Linked DNA regions of Mus musculus: region 1 is linked to region 2. Evidence: chromatin contacts called from public promoter capture Hi-C data. All regions are on one chromosome and are shown on one strand. The core of a region is the stretch at or near the end of the contact, and the rest is flanking DNA. Distances in the headings are between cores, read along the strand shown.

Evidence for each region. Promoter capture Hi-C pulls out the DNA fragments that hold promoters and counts their contacts.
Region 1: a contact with region 2 is called in a promoter capture Hi-C map of liver, with 5 times the contacts expected there. The contact joins the promoter of Fadd here to the promoter of B130016D09Rik in region 2. A contact is called at or near these places in 5 of 39 promoter capture datasets (the C10 cell line, hematopoietic stem and progenitor cells, hippocampal neurons and 2 more).

The regions. Positions count from the first base shown.
Region 1 is chr7:144,580,104-144,585,984 of GRCm38.p6, forward strand. It overlaps Fadd (Fas (TNFRSF6)-associated via death domain), which reads right to left and starts at 2,338. Exons shown (of 2, transcript NM_010175.6): 1 at 2,001-2,338; 2 at 1-757. The coding sequence starts at 2,286. The coding sequence ends at 426.
Region 2 is chr7:142,280,447-142,286,495 of GRCm38.p6, forward strand. It overlaps B130016D09Rik (a long non-coding RNA gene), which reads left to right and starts at 3,017. Exons shown (of 1, transcript XR_003946899.1): 1 at 3,017-6,049. Gm45889 (a long non-coding RNA gene) reads left to right here and starts at 2,768. Exons shown (of 2, transcript XR_870059.2): 1 at 2,768-3,020. Gm10013 (keratin-associated protein 5-1) reads right to left here and starts at 493. Exons shown (of 2, transcript XM_011242029.2): 1 at 1-493. The coding sequence starts at 493.

The DNA.
Region 1 (5,881 bases), core at 1,088-3,587, 2.3 Mb after region 2:
GTGGGGGGTCAGGAGCTGCTGTCTGATGGCCTCCAAGGATGTGAGACAGATGTCCTCTTGGCCAACTGTAAGGCAACCAAGTGATCTTAACTGAGATGGTGTCTTCCCCCAAGGAACAAGAAGAAGGCTCTCAAACTGCAGTCAGCACATGTGCCATCAGCTTCAACTTCCTTCTTGCAAGACCAGAGACCTCTTGGGGGGGTGGGGGGGAGGAGCAGTGGTGGAGAACACGACGGGGAACCTTCATGTGTTCCGAAAGCCCAGGGAGCAGAGGTTCCGTAGATACAGATATACTCCAGGAGCTGGTGGGAGGGGACCCGCCCTGGATCAGCAAGGTCTTTTTGGCACTGGGCACAAAAGGCACTTGGTGCTACATCATGGTGTGATCAAGTCCACAGTGACTCCTGAGAGGAGCTGTAGGCTTGTCAGGGTGTTTCTGAGGAAGACACAGTTGAATCCCTTAGTACTGGGGACATATTCTCACTCTTGCTCACAGATTCCTGGGCTTCTTCCACCAGGTCAGCCACCAGATTCAGCCTGCAGGTCCGCAGCGCCTTAACCAGTCCGGCCACCGAGGCGTTCTTCTTCTCAGCATTCTTCCAGACTTTCAGACTCTCCCTTACCCGCTCACTCAGACTTCGGGGGTACTTCTCCTCAATCCCATCCATCTTGGCCTCAGACACCTTCAGCTCGCGGGCCAGTCTTTTCCAGTCTCTCCCCACATTGTCACACACAATGTCAAATGCCACCTGCAGATCTAGGAGGGAAAAGAGCAGTGTGACTTGACTGAGGAGCTGGGGCAAGTCTCCCTACCGGCCACCAAGCATGGGCCTGAGCACTTCGAAGACAACATCACTTCAAAGCCACTCAGGTCCTGTGCTGACACTAAGTAGCACAGGAGCTACTTCAAGATACCCAAAGTGGCCTGATCTGCCCAGCCACATTCTCAGCCTGGGCCACAGCGAGCTATGGCTTAGAAGACTGTCAACTGAGGACTGGAGTGTCAGAGGGAAAAAGCAGGGCTGCCCTAACACCCCGCTCAATAGTGGGTTGGCCAAAGTCCCCAAAGCTACATCTTACACTGTGACCTTTGCTGGTTTGACCAGACACCACAAAAGATCTGTCTCTGTGCTACTCTGGAGCCCCTGCTTAGACACAGGCAAGGTGTAATCTCTGTAGGGAGCCCTGGGCAGTGGCTGAAGACCCTTTACTGGATTCCTGTAACAATAACAAACATTGGAATGCCTTGGAGATGTGAATACACAATCCATTTTCGTGTGGATCTTGCACACACCGGCAGTGGGAAGCTTTACTCCACAGGCCCTCCAGCTGCTTTGATGTTCTGTGTCACTGTAGACAAAGAGCAACGGTGACAACCAACCAGGAACTAAATAAACCTTTGCCCCTTTAAATGGCTTCTCGAGTATTTGTCACAAGTGATCAAGTGTCTAATATATGCTTAATCTGTATCTACATCCCAAGGCCAGCCTGGTGTTGCTCAGCTGTGGCTGCTATCCACTGTGCGTTATGGGGAGGCATAGCGCCTCCTCTCTACGCAAAACAGAAGTAACTGCCGATAACCAGACACTGCACTCTGGACCAGAGAGCACAGCCGCCGCGCAATCTTTCCTTGGCCAGGAAGGGCAGTCTTGGACACAGGCACTCCCACTACGGAAATGGTGCCGAGCAGCCGGCACACGTGACCTCTGCCCACTCTTCAACGCTACCCTCACTGGGGTTAAGATGCCTTAGTCACATTCACTTCTTAGCTGAGTTTTCCAACGAAGCACTGCAGGTCTGAGGCGAGTTAATACTGGGGTTGGGCAAGTGGCACGAACCCTTGGGTTCAACCTTGGCACTGCCAGTAAGAAACAAGACCTCCCAGCTTCCGGCTCAAGCGGTTGAAAAAAGTGGGCGTGCCCTAGAGTCCATCCCAGTCGGAGCCAGTGGAGGGTGCACTGAGGCCAGGCCTCCCCGCCCATTCCCCGCCCCCTGCCCACCTGCCTCCCCCGGGGGCGCAGCGGTCGCCGTCCCCGCCTCGAAGTCGTCCAGGCGCTGCAGTAGATCGTGTCGGCGCAGCGAGGCCAGCAACTCGCGCAGCAGCCCGGTGTGCCCGCGCTCCAGGTCGTTCTGCTCCAGCAGCACCGTGAACAGGTCCAGGCCACTCTGCACGCGCTCCAGCTTTCGTTTGCTCACGCGCTCGCGGCACAAGAACTTGAGCTCCATCAGATCGTTGCCCGACAGGCTGCCGGACAGCGAGTGCAGCAGCACCAGGAATGGGTCCATGGCAGTGGTACGCCGGGCTGCCCCTCAGCGATCCCACATAGGAAATCACCTTAGGCTTTCCCGCCCAGCGTCTCGCGGGATGTCCAAATCAGACGCATGCGCTTCGGATGTGGCTGTAACCGCTTCCGCCCGGGCTGGCATCCGCTGTTGTAGTAGCTTTGACAGCTGAGCTGCGTTGACTTCAGCTTACGCGCGCGTTTCTCACCCCGAGGCAGAACAGATCTTGTTCACCAGAAGTGTAACGTGGATCCTCTTGGGGCTCTGAGGAGCTGCGCAGCCCTACTGTGTGGGGGGGGGCTGGAAGAGCAGCTGCAGATGCCTACGGCTGCCAGATCATGTTCTATCACCGGAAAGAAGGAAAGAGAGAGAGAGAGAGAGAGAGAGAGAGAGAGAGAGAGAGAGAGAGAGAGAGAGATGGATGGAGTTACTTATGGGCTGGAGAGACAGTTCAGGGGTTAAGAGCACTGGCAATTCTTACAGAGGACCTTCACGAATTCAATTCCCAGCACTCACATGATGGCTTACAACCATCTGTAATTCCAGTTCCAGGGGCTTTGACATCCTCTTCTGGCAAGCACACTTGTGGTATGCTGACAAAATACTCGTACATATAAAAACCATTAAATATTCCTTGGTATATGTATGAGCATTTGTAGGTGGTTTAGTGCTCCTACAGGTCTTCAAGTGCCCACGGAGGACAGGAAAGGGCATGGATACCCCTAGGACTAGAGTTCCGTTTGGATGTGAACTCTTGTGTGGATCCAGGTTCTCCGTGAGAGCAACACAGTGCTCTTAACCGCCAATCCATTCCCCCAGGCCAATAATATGTATATTAAAATGAGTAGAAGAGAGGATTTGGAATATTGTCATCAGAAAAAGTTGATGTGTGCCGGAGGTTGTAGAGACACTAACTGCCCTGCTTTGAGCTTTCGTTAACAATACACTGATTCCACAGCCACACCCAAGTACTGCTCATGAGTTAAAAAGTGCCTGTTGCCCAAGCTTGAGGACCCATGCTCAGATCCTGGTGTCCACATAAAAAGACGAACAAGGAGGTGCCCATCTGAAACCCCAACTTTGGCAGAGACAGATGGATTCCTGGTGCTCAGTGGCCAGGCACTCTAGCTGAATGGCTGAGCTCCAGGTTAGTGGGGCGCAGTTATGCACAGCATACCCAGCAGGGTTGACTTATATTTTTTTAGATTGACTTATAATTCACCCATTTAAAGTTCAGTGCTTTGGTTGATTTTTGAGACAGGGTCTCACGCTGTAGCCCAGACAGACAGCTGAGGCTGTATAGAATGACAAATGGGGCTGGAAAGGTGGCTCGAGGTTAAGAGCGTTTGTTACTCTTCCAGAGGATCTGGGTCTGGTTGCAAACAACTATGCAGGACTGCTTACAACTGTCTGTAACTACAGACAGGGGAATCAGGGGCCCTCTGCTGGTCTCTGCTGGGCACTACAGTCTCTCTCTCTCTCTCTCTCTCTCTCTCTCTCTCTCTCTCTCTCTCTCTCTCACACACACACACACACACACACACACACACACACACACACACACGAACACATTTTTACTAGGTTGGGGGAGGGCTCTTTAGGGGAGCAGACCAACAGAAGTGAATTTACTGGACTGGCTTACTTGAGGGGGCTGAGTGTATGTATCCTGTAAATGCAGAGGAGATTCAATCCCAGAAGCTGGAAACCTCAATAGTCAGAATCCAATCTTGAAAGTCTGGGGGTTCCCTGGAGAGCCTATAGTTGTTGAGTCTATAGTTTTTCCTCTATGGTAGTTTCTTTTGAGACAAGATCTCATGTAGTTCAGGCTGCTCCAGAACTACTCCCCTTCACACCATGTAGCTCAGGATGACCCTTAAGCTTCTGATCCCCCTGCCTCCACCTCCCAGGTGTGCACCACCAGGTCCAGTTTATTTTTGTTCTGGATGTCAATCTCTTGTTAGATGTGTGTTCTGTAAACACCTCCACATCATGTGCACTACTTTTCCAGTCTGTTCATAAGATCCTGCAATTTAAAAGTTCATAATTTTGATAAAATCAGGTGCATGTATTTTTCTTTCCATTGTGCTAATAAAGGGGAAAAAGCCTCTCTGGTGGCGGTGACCAGAACACGCCTCTCAAGAATGGCCTCCACCATCCTTGTCCAGAAGAGAAGAGGACATACAGAAGCAGGGTGCTACAGAGCCAGGTTCCCACCTCACAGCTGTGAAATGCCCAGAGCATATGCAATTCCTAGTCATGCCACCATACTCCACGTTGGCTGCTCCTACAGCAGGGAGAACAAGGTTTCCAGAAAGAAGTTCTTCATGAGGGAGGAGCACTGAAAGTCCCTGAACCAAGATGAGCCGGAGGCCATCCCAACAGACACCAAAAGGAAGGAAGAGAGCCAGCTGTGGCGGTTCACGCCTTTAATCCTAGCATTCAGGAGGCAGAGGCAGATGGAAGTCTGAGTTCGAGGCCAGTCTGGTCTGCAGAATGAGTTCTAGGTCAGCCCAGGCTGAGAAACCCTGTCTAAAACAAAACCAAACACAAACAAAAAGGTAAAGAAAGGAAGAGAAAGAAAGGGGGTGGATAGGAGTCAGGATGGGAGGAAGAGGAAAGAAGGAAGACAAAGAACAAAGGGAGAGAGGGAGGAGAGAAACAAGGAGGGAAGGAGGGAGAGCTTGAACATCCCTTACTGGTTTCATGGAGGTAAACTCACCCTTGTTTGTGCTGATGATGGTTAGAACTCTTGCCTTCCTCTCTAGGGTTGTCTGTCTCCAAGTTTGTCTTTTCTTGAGTGTTGTTGCTCCACTAATGCTAGGTGGGAGCTTTCCTCAGCTCTGCCATCCCTTGCCTTTCCTTGCAGAGGTTGTTGTTATTGTTGTGTTTGTTTGTTTGAGGCTGGGTCTCACTATGTACCTCTAGATGGCTTGGACTCACAGAGATCCCCTTGCCTCTGTCTCTGGAATGCTGGGATTAAAGGTATGCCCCTGCCATGTCCATCAGGGAACGTGGAACCTCCGCTGCAGGGATGGGCAGCGTTGTAGAAGCCTCATCTTAGACACCCGTATCTTAATTCTCAACCTGTGACACCCAGGCTTAGCCCTGGCCCCTGGATGGAGGCCATGAAGGCCTGCTGAGTGAAAAAGATTTTGTAGATGTAGTGAAGATAAGGCCCCAGGTTGGAAGATCTGCCTGGCATGCCTCAGAAGACCCATCTGGGCCTGTACACTCAACAACTAAAGAGCCCTGAAGAGGAAGGGCCCAAAGTCAAGGCTGGCACTGCAGTTCTGCCTTGGATTTTGGGGACTTGGCGTGTCTGGACCAACCTGGAACTCAGTCTACAGAGTCCCCTTCAGACCTGAAACTTTAGGCTCCTGTTAGCAGCATCATTTGCACCAAGGATTTGGTTTATGCTCTCTGGGTACAGATCCCAGGGTTGCCAGCAGAGGGCGGCAGCCACCAACAGAAAGAGGCCAGCAGTGCCTGTCTTGGCTTGGAGTCAGCACGGTGGTCAGTGAAGAGGCTGCTGAGTATGGGACATGAAGGGATAAAGGCTTCGGAGGAGCCATAGTGTTCTGCATGTCTCCCCTGAGTG
Region 2 (6,049 bases), core at 1,767-4,266:
AGCTGGACTGACAGCAGCAGGGCTTACAGCAGCTAGACTGACAGCAGGAAGACCCACAGCCTGAGGAGCAACAGGGCTTGCAGCAGCTGGACTGACAGCAGCAGGGTTTGCAGCAGCTGGACTGACAGCAGGAAGACCCACAGCCTGAAGAGCAGCAGGGTTTGCAGCAGCTGGACTGGCAGCAGCAGGGCTTGCAGCCTCCACAGCTGGAGCAGGAACAGACAGGCACACAGCAGCACACAGGCTTGCAACAGCTGGAGCCACAGCCTCCACAGCTGGAGCCACAGCTGCCACATCCACCACAGCTGGAGCCACAGCCTCCACAGCTGGAGCAGGAACAGACAGGAACACAACAGCACACAGGCTTACAGCAGCACACAGGTTTGCAGCAGCTGGAGCCACAGCCTCCACAGCCTGAGCCACAGCCCCCACAGCTGGAGCCACAGCCCCCACAGCTGGAGCCACAGCCTCCTGAACAGCCACAGCAGGTCATGGCTCTGGTGTTTGGTTGAGGATGGAGTAGATCAGAGGAGCAGGTGGAGAGGAAGGTGTGCTGGTGTGGAGCCTTCTGACCCTGGGGTCTTTATATCCTGCCCAAGTCAGGTGTGAGGATGCCCATGCTCACTTCCTGGATCCTGGATGTGTCATAGCTTAGGATTCTCTTGTGCATGGTGTTGTCTGGTCCTATATATTACTTGTTTCCCTTTTCCTTTCTCAAGCAGACTACCTCATCTTCCTTCCCACAGATGTTCCCATTAACTTGTAAACATTAACAAGTGTCCATCAGAAGATGCCCAGCCCCCTTCCTTTGAGCTGTAAAGAGACATGGGCAAACCTTGTTCCCATCCCATCCCATCACTAGCACTTCCTGCTGTTTGTGTGCCTGCCTCCTGGGTTTCAGGCTCCACTTGCCCACCTCAGCACTCACTCTCATCAGGCTGTAACATTGGTGGCTTCCTCCTCTGACCTGAAACCTGTGACTCACAGGTCACTTGGTCATCTTCTTCTCCTGGGCTATGCCAGACCTTGGTATTCACAAGCGGGATTTGAGGGAATTGCCCCATCCTTTCTTCCCAACATGACTTTCCTTTCTTAGAAAATATCATCCTGTGTAAGTGTAGTGTTTTTCAACAAACTAGAGTGTGGACATGTATGTCTTTCATCCCAGCATCTGGGAGCCAGAGGCAGACAGATCTCTGTGAGTTCTAAGCTAGCTGGGTCTTTATAGAGAGTTACAGGTCAGCCAGAGTTACAAGGTCACAGCACAGATCTAAATCTAGAGGGAGGTTCTGAATTCCCAGGTTCTTCTACTGTATTCCAGTGAGTTGTATGGACCCATGGGCAGGTAAAGGATGGGAGGGGATTCATTCCTGGGGAAGATTCCACCTTATGAGAGCCATGAGAATGATGGGTTGGTAATGGGCATGACCATACTTTGACCAGGACTGCTTAGCTATGGACACCTCCTCTCCATTTAAATCTGAATATCAAGTAGGGATGCCAGAGAGTGGCCCTCTCTGTTCCCCTTTCAATGTGGCCACCTCTACTAAGTGTCTCTTCTCTGTGTTTTGTTATTACTAGTCTGTGTAACTGTGCTGTGGAGGAAGGGTGGTTGAACCTTGATTTTTAGAGCTCCAGGGCCCAACCTCCAGATCCTAAGTATTTCACTGAGGATTTGAGTAGACAGTCAAGATATGCTCACAGCTAGGTGACCTGGGTTGGAGCGAAGTATAGGGATCCACCCTGGGGCAGTATTACTTTGCCTGACAAAGTTTCTCATCTTCCCAGTCAACCAGTATTAGCTATTTTGACTCTACAGGGTACAGCAGAGAAATAAATTGAGTTTTTTGAGAGCATCAGCCTTTCTTGGCCATTGGTGAGCTTAGCTGGGAAGTTCATATGAGGAAGAAGGACCCTTCCTTCATAAGAGAGTCCTTGGGGCTCAGAGCAGCAAAGGTGACATGGAGTAATTTACAACTTTGCAAATCTGGTCCTCAGCACCCTGTGGCACCCTGAATGAATGCAGAGCACATCTTAACAATCCTCCTGCAGGGGACATCACTCCCTCCCCTTCCTTTTTAGCTGAGTAATCAGGAGGGCACAGTCTTACCCAGCAGCTGGTCTCATCTTTCTGCTGCTCTGCTTTGTCTTTTGGTGAACACATTCGTATGTGGGTTCATCTCTTTATTTCCTATCCTGCTTATTTTTGACCTTATTATGTACTCAATCTTGCAGGGCAAGCTTGATTTTTAGTGTGTACTATAAACACCTAATTTGGTTGCATGTTAGTGAGAGACTTGGGTGTAGGATGACTAGCAGGGGTCCTGTTTTATTTTGTTTTGTTTATTTGTATGAGGACATAGATGGGCACCCTAAATGTTGGAGACCATACCATAAGAAAGTAGGCCTTTCAAAGTTTTCCACCCTAACAAGCCAAATGGCCTTGTGCTAAGGAGCTGGTCTTCACCCCCTCCTCCCTGTTTCCTTCCTGGCACCTGAGGCTGTAAAAAGCTGAATTATAGTCCCCTCTTCCTTATCTCTTCCTGACTCCCAAGACTTCAAAGGACATGAGTTACAAGCTGAGCCCAGCCTGACACCCAAGGCTGTTAAGGAGGATTCTACATTCCAGAGATAAGAGTGCCTGGCCGCCTGCAGTTTGAATTAGGCCTTCATGTCCCCAGATGCCCACTTCTTTGTTCTTAGTTGATCCCCCTCAACCCCTCCCTATTCCCCTTAAAACCTGGCATTTCAGCCTAATAAACTGAGACCTTGATAGGAACCCTTCTTTGTCTCTGCGTCTCCTTCCTTTCCTCGCATTTCTCTTCAGGTTTGTGGTCCCCCTTGCACCCAGGAAGAACTGGGTCCTGCTGGGTGGGACAAGTGGCGCCTAACTGAGGTTCGGAGCGTTTTGCCTTAGGTGGAGATTACGGAGTTTGACTCCCCCAGAGAAGTTCGTAGGGACCCCAAGAAAAAAGAAGTGAAGGACTGCTTCAGCAGCTCACCGGAGAGAGAAATCCTTGGTAAGTGATTCATCTCCACTGAGAAATGGGAACTAAGCTTTCTAAAGAGGCAGCCTTTATAAAAGGCTTAAAGGTGGCTCTCAGGGAAAGAGGAGTTAGAGTTAAAAAGAAAGATTTGATAAACTTTTTTATTTTCATAGACCAGGCAGGTCCATGGTTTATTATAGATGGCGCAGAGATACATTGTAAGAAATGGATAAGAGTAGGAAGAGAATTAAGTGAAATTTTGGCAAAGCAGGACCCCGATGCTATTCCTGCAAATATATTTACTTATTGGAGTCTAATCCGTGATTTAATACAAAGTGCAGTTGATGATCCAGAGAAACAGCAGCCTTTGTCAGTGGCAGAATATTGCCTCTGTCCCCTGTCTCTGGAAGCTTCAGAGAGCTCCCTCCCTACTAAAAAGCCTCCAATAGCTGCAGACAGGCCCGAAGTCCTGCAGACTGCTCTCTACCCCCATATCCCGGTAAGCGCATTGCCTGCTGACCCGCCACTGATCAATCTAGAATTTAAAAAATCTTTGGCTGAAAGCCCTTTAATTTCTGGGGACACAGACACTTTAGAGGAAGAGATAGTCCGTCCCCGTAAGCCCGAGCGATTGCCGGGCGCTTCAGCTCCTCCCTGCAATGCCTCGTCCTACCTGCCACCAATCTGCGCTCCCGAGCCGTGGCCCCAGGCGCTGCCGGTCCCTACTCTCATTGATGCTAAAGACAAGCTCGCGTCTCAGGTAGCAGGATTACAAGAAGTTTTAGAGCTCCAGCAACAGTACGCCCGCCTTTCCACAGAGCTCGCTTCACTCCAAAATTCTTTAAAAGAGACTATCCTTGCCCCTCCCCCAGCCTCAGCCTCGGGCGGCGTAAAAAAGAAAGCTCCGCGAGCGGTAAAAACTAAAACATTGGCTTCCCCCGTAATTACTCGCTCCACGAGAGCTGCTAGCTACGACCCGCCCACTTCTACGGCGGAGACACAGCCCCCAGCCACCCGTGCCGAATCTGCTTCTGCAGAAATTGGGCCTTTAGAAAGGCCCCAGGCCGACCTCTCCTCGGACACTAACAGCGAGGGCGGAGAAGATTATGAGTGTGAAAACGAAGTAGAACGTGAGCCAGAGGAACAAATTTCTGCTCCTGTCCAACAAACAGAATTCCGCAGACTACGTTTTAAGCTCTTAAAAGAGCTTAACTCTGCGGTTAGAACTTATGGCCCATCTGCCCCCTACACGCTTTCGCTCCTAGAAGCTCTTCCGGGAGGCGAACATATGCTCCCTAGTGAGTGGATCAAAGTAATCCAAACTGTGTTAACACGCGGGCAATTTCTCTCATGGAAAGCCGATTTCCTCGATCGGTGCCAGACAATTGCAGTGGCTAATCAGAAAAATCCTCGGGCGCCATCTGCTGGCTGGACCTTTGAAAAGCTTTCTGGTCAAGGTAAATACGCGACAGAAGCCAGGCAAAAACACTTCTCTGTGGGTCTTTTGGCTCAGACTGCTAATGCAGCCCTGGGAGCTTGGCGCGGTATTCCTATGAAAGGTTCAGTTATTACGCCTCTAACCAAAGTCATTCAAGGAGCCCAGGAAGACTATAGTGATTTTGTGAGTCGTTTGCTTGAGACTGCAGAGAGGACCCTGGGTCATGCAGACAATAAACTTGTTAAACAATTGGCTTATGAAAATGCTAATTCGGCATGCAAAGCTGTCTTGCGCGGTAAGATTAGAAACAAGGATCTTAATGAGATGATTCATCTTTGCCGTGATGTAGATATGTTCACTCACAAAATGTCCCAGACAGTCAGTCTTGCAATGGGTGCAGCTCTTCAGCCTGTTATGGCATTAGGCGCGGCTCTTCAGCAAGCCAGCCGGCAGAAAAGCTGTTTTAAATGTGGTCAGCCTGGACACTTCGCACGACAGTGTCCCACTGCGCTTTCCCTTAACGGTGCTCCAGCACCACCTACTGACTATTCTTCTCGGCCTACACGGCCCAATTTTCTTTGTCCACGCTGCAAAAAAGGCAAACATTGGGCAAGCACCTGCCGATCCCCAACAGATGCTTCTGGGAATCTCCTGCCTCCCTTTTAGGGAAACAGGTATGGGGGACATCCCAGATTCCCCAAAACCACCCCATTTCTTCCAGCCACAGGGAACAGCCGGCAGACAAAACAGCCACTGGTCTCTCCCGAGCCACTACAGGTAGCGCAGGATTGGACTTGTTTTTGGACTCAGTTTTAACACCCCCCCCCCACGCCCCCCGTGAGAGGATGGCGTTCACATCCTTCTCAGGGGGTCTATGGGCCTCCTCCACCCAATACTTATTTTCTAATATTAGGGCGTGCTTCCGCTACTTTAAAAGGACTTACTGTCCATCCCTCATTAGTAGATAATGACTACACTGGAGAAATTAAAATTTTAGTTAGTGCCTCTCAAAGTCCAATATCTATATTCAAAGGGCAACGTCTAGCACAAGCCCTGCCTCTACCTTTAGACACTTCCTATCCTTTAGACACTTCCTATCCAGCAATGGGCACACGTCGTGGCTCCTCGCAGCCAGGGTCATCAGACCTTTACTGGTTCCAAGCAATTACCAAAGACCGCCCTACACTCTGCCTTAAGATAAACAGCAAGAGCTTTGAGGGCCTCTTAGACTCAGGTGCTGATTCCACTGTAATCTCACAAAGTGCCTGGCCCGCTGCCTGGCTGTTAAAGGCCTCTTTAACTCATTTACAGGAAATTGGACAATCAAAAAATACTCTCCAGAGTTCACAGTTATTGACTTGGGAAGATGGTGAGGAAAACTCTGGCTCTATTCAGCCTTATGTTGTCCCTGGTCTGCCTGTTAATTTATGGGGGAGAGACATTCTCTCTCAAATGAGACTCATTATGTGCAGTCCCAATGAAGTCATTACTCAACAAATGCTCACCCAGGGTTATCTCCCTGGACAGGGACTGGGTAAAAACAGCCAAGGGAGGCCTACACCAATAGAGGCCGCCCCCAAGATGGATCGTGCAGGCTTAGGTTACAACTCCCATTTTTCATAAG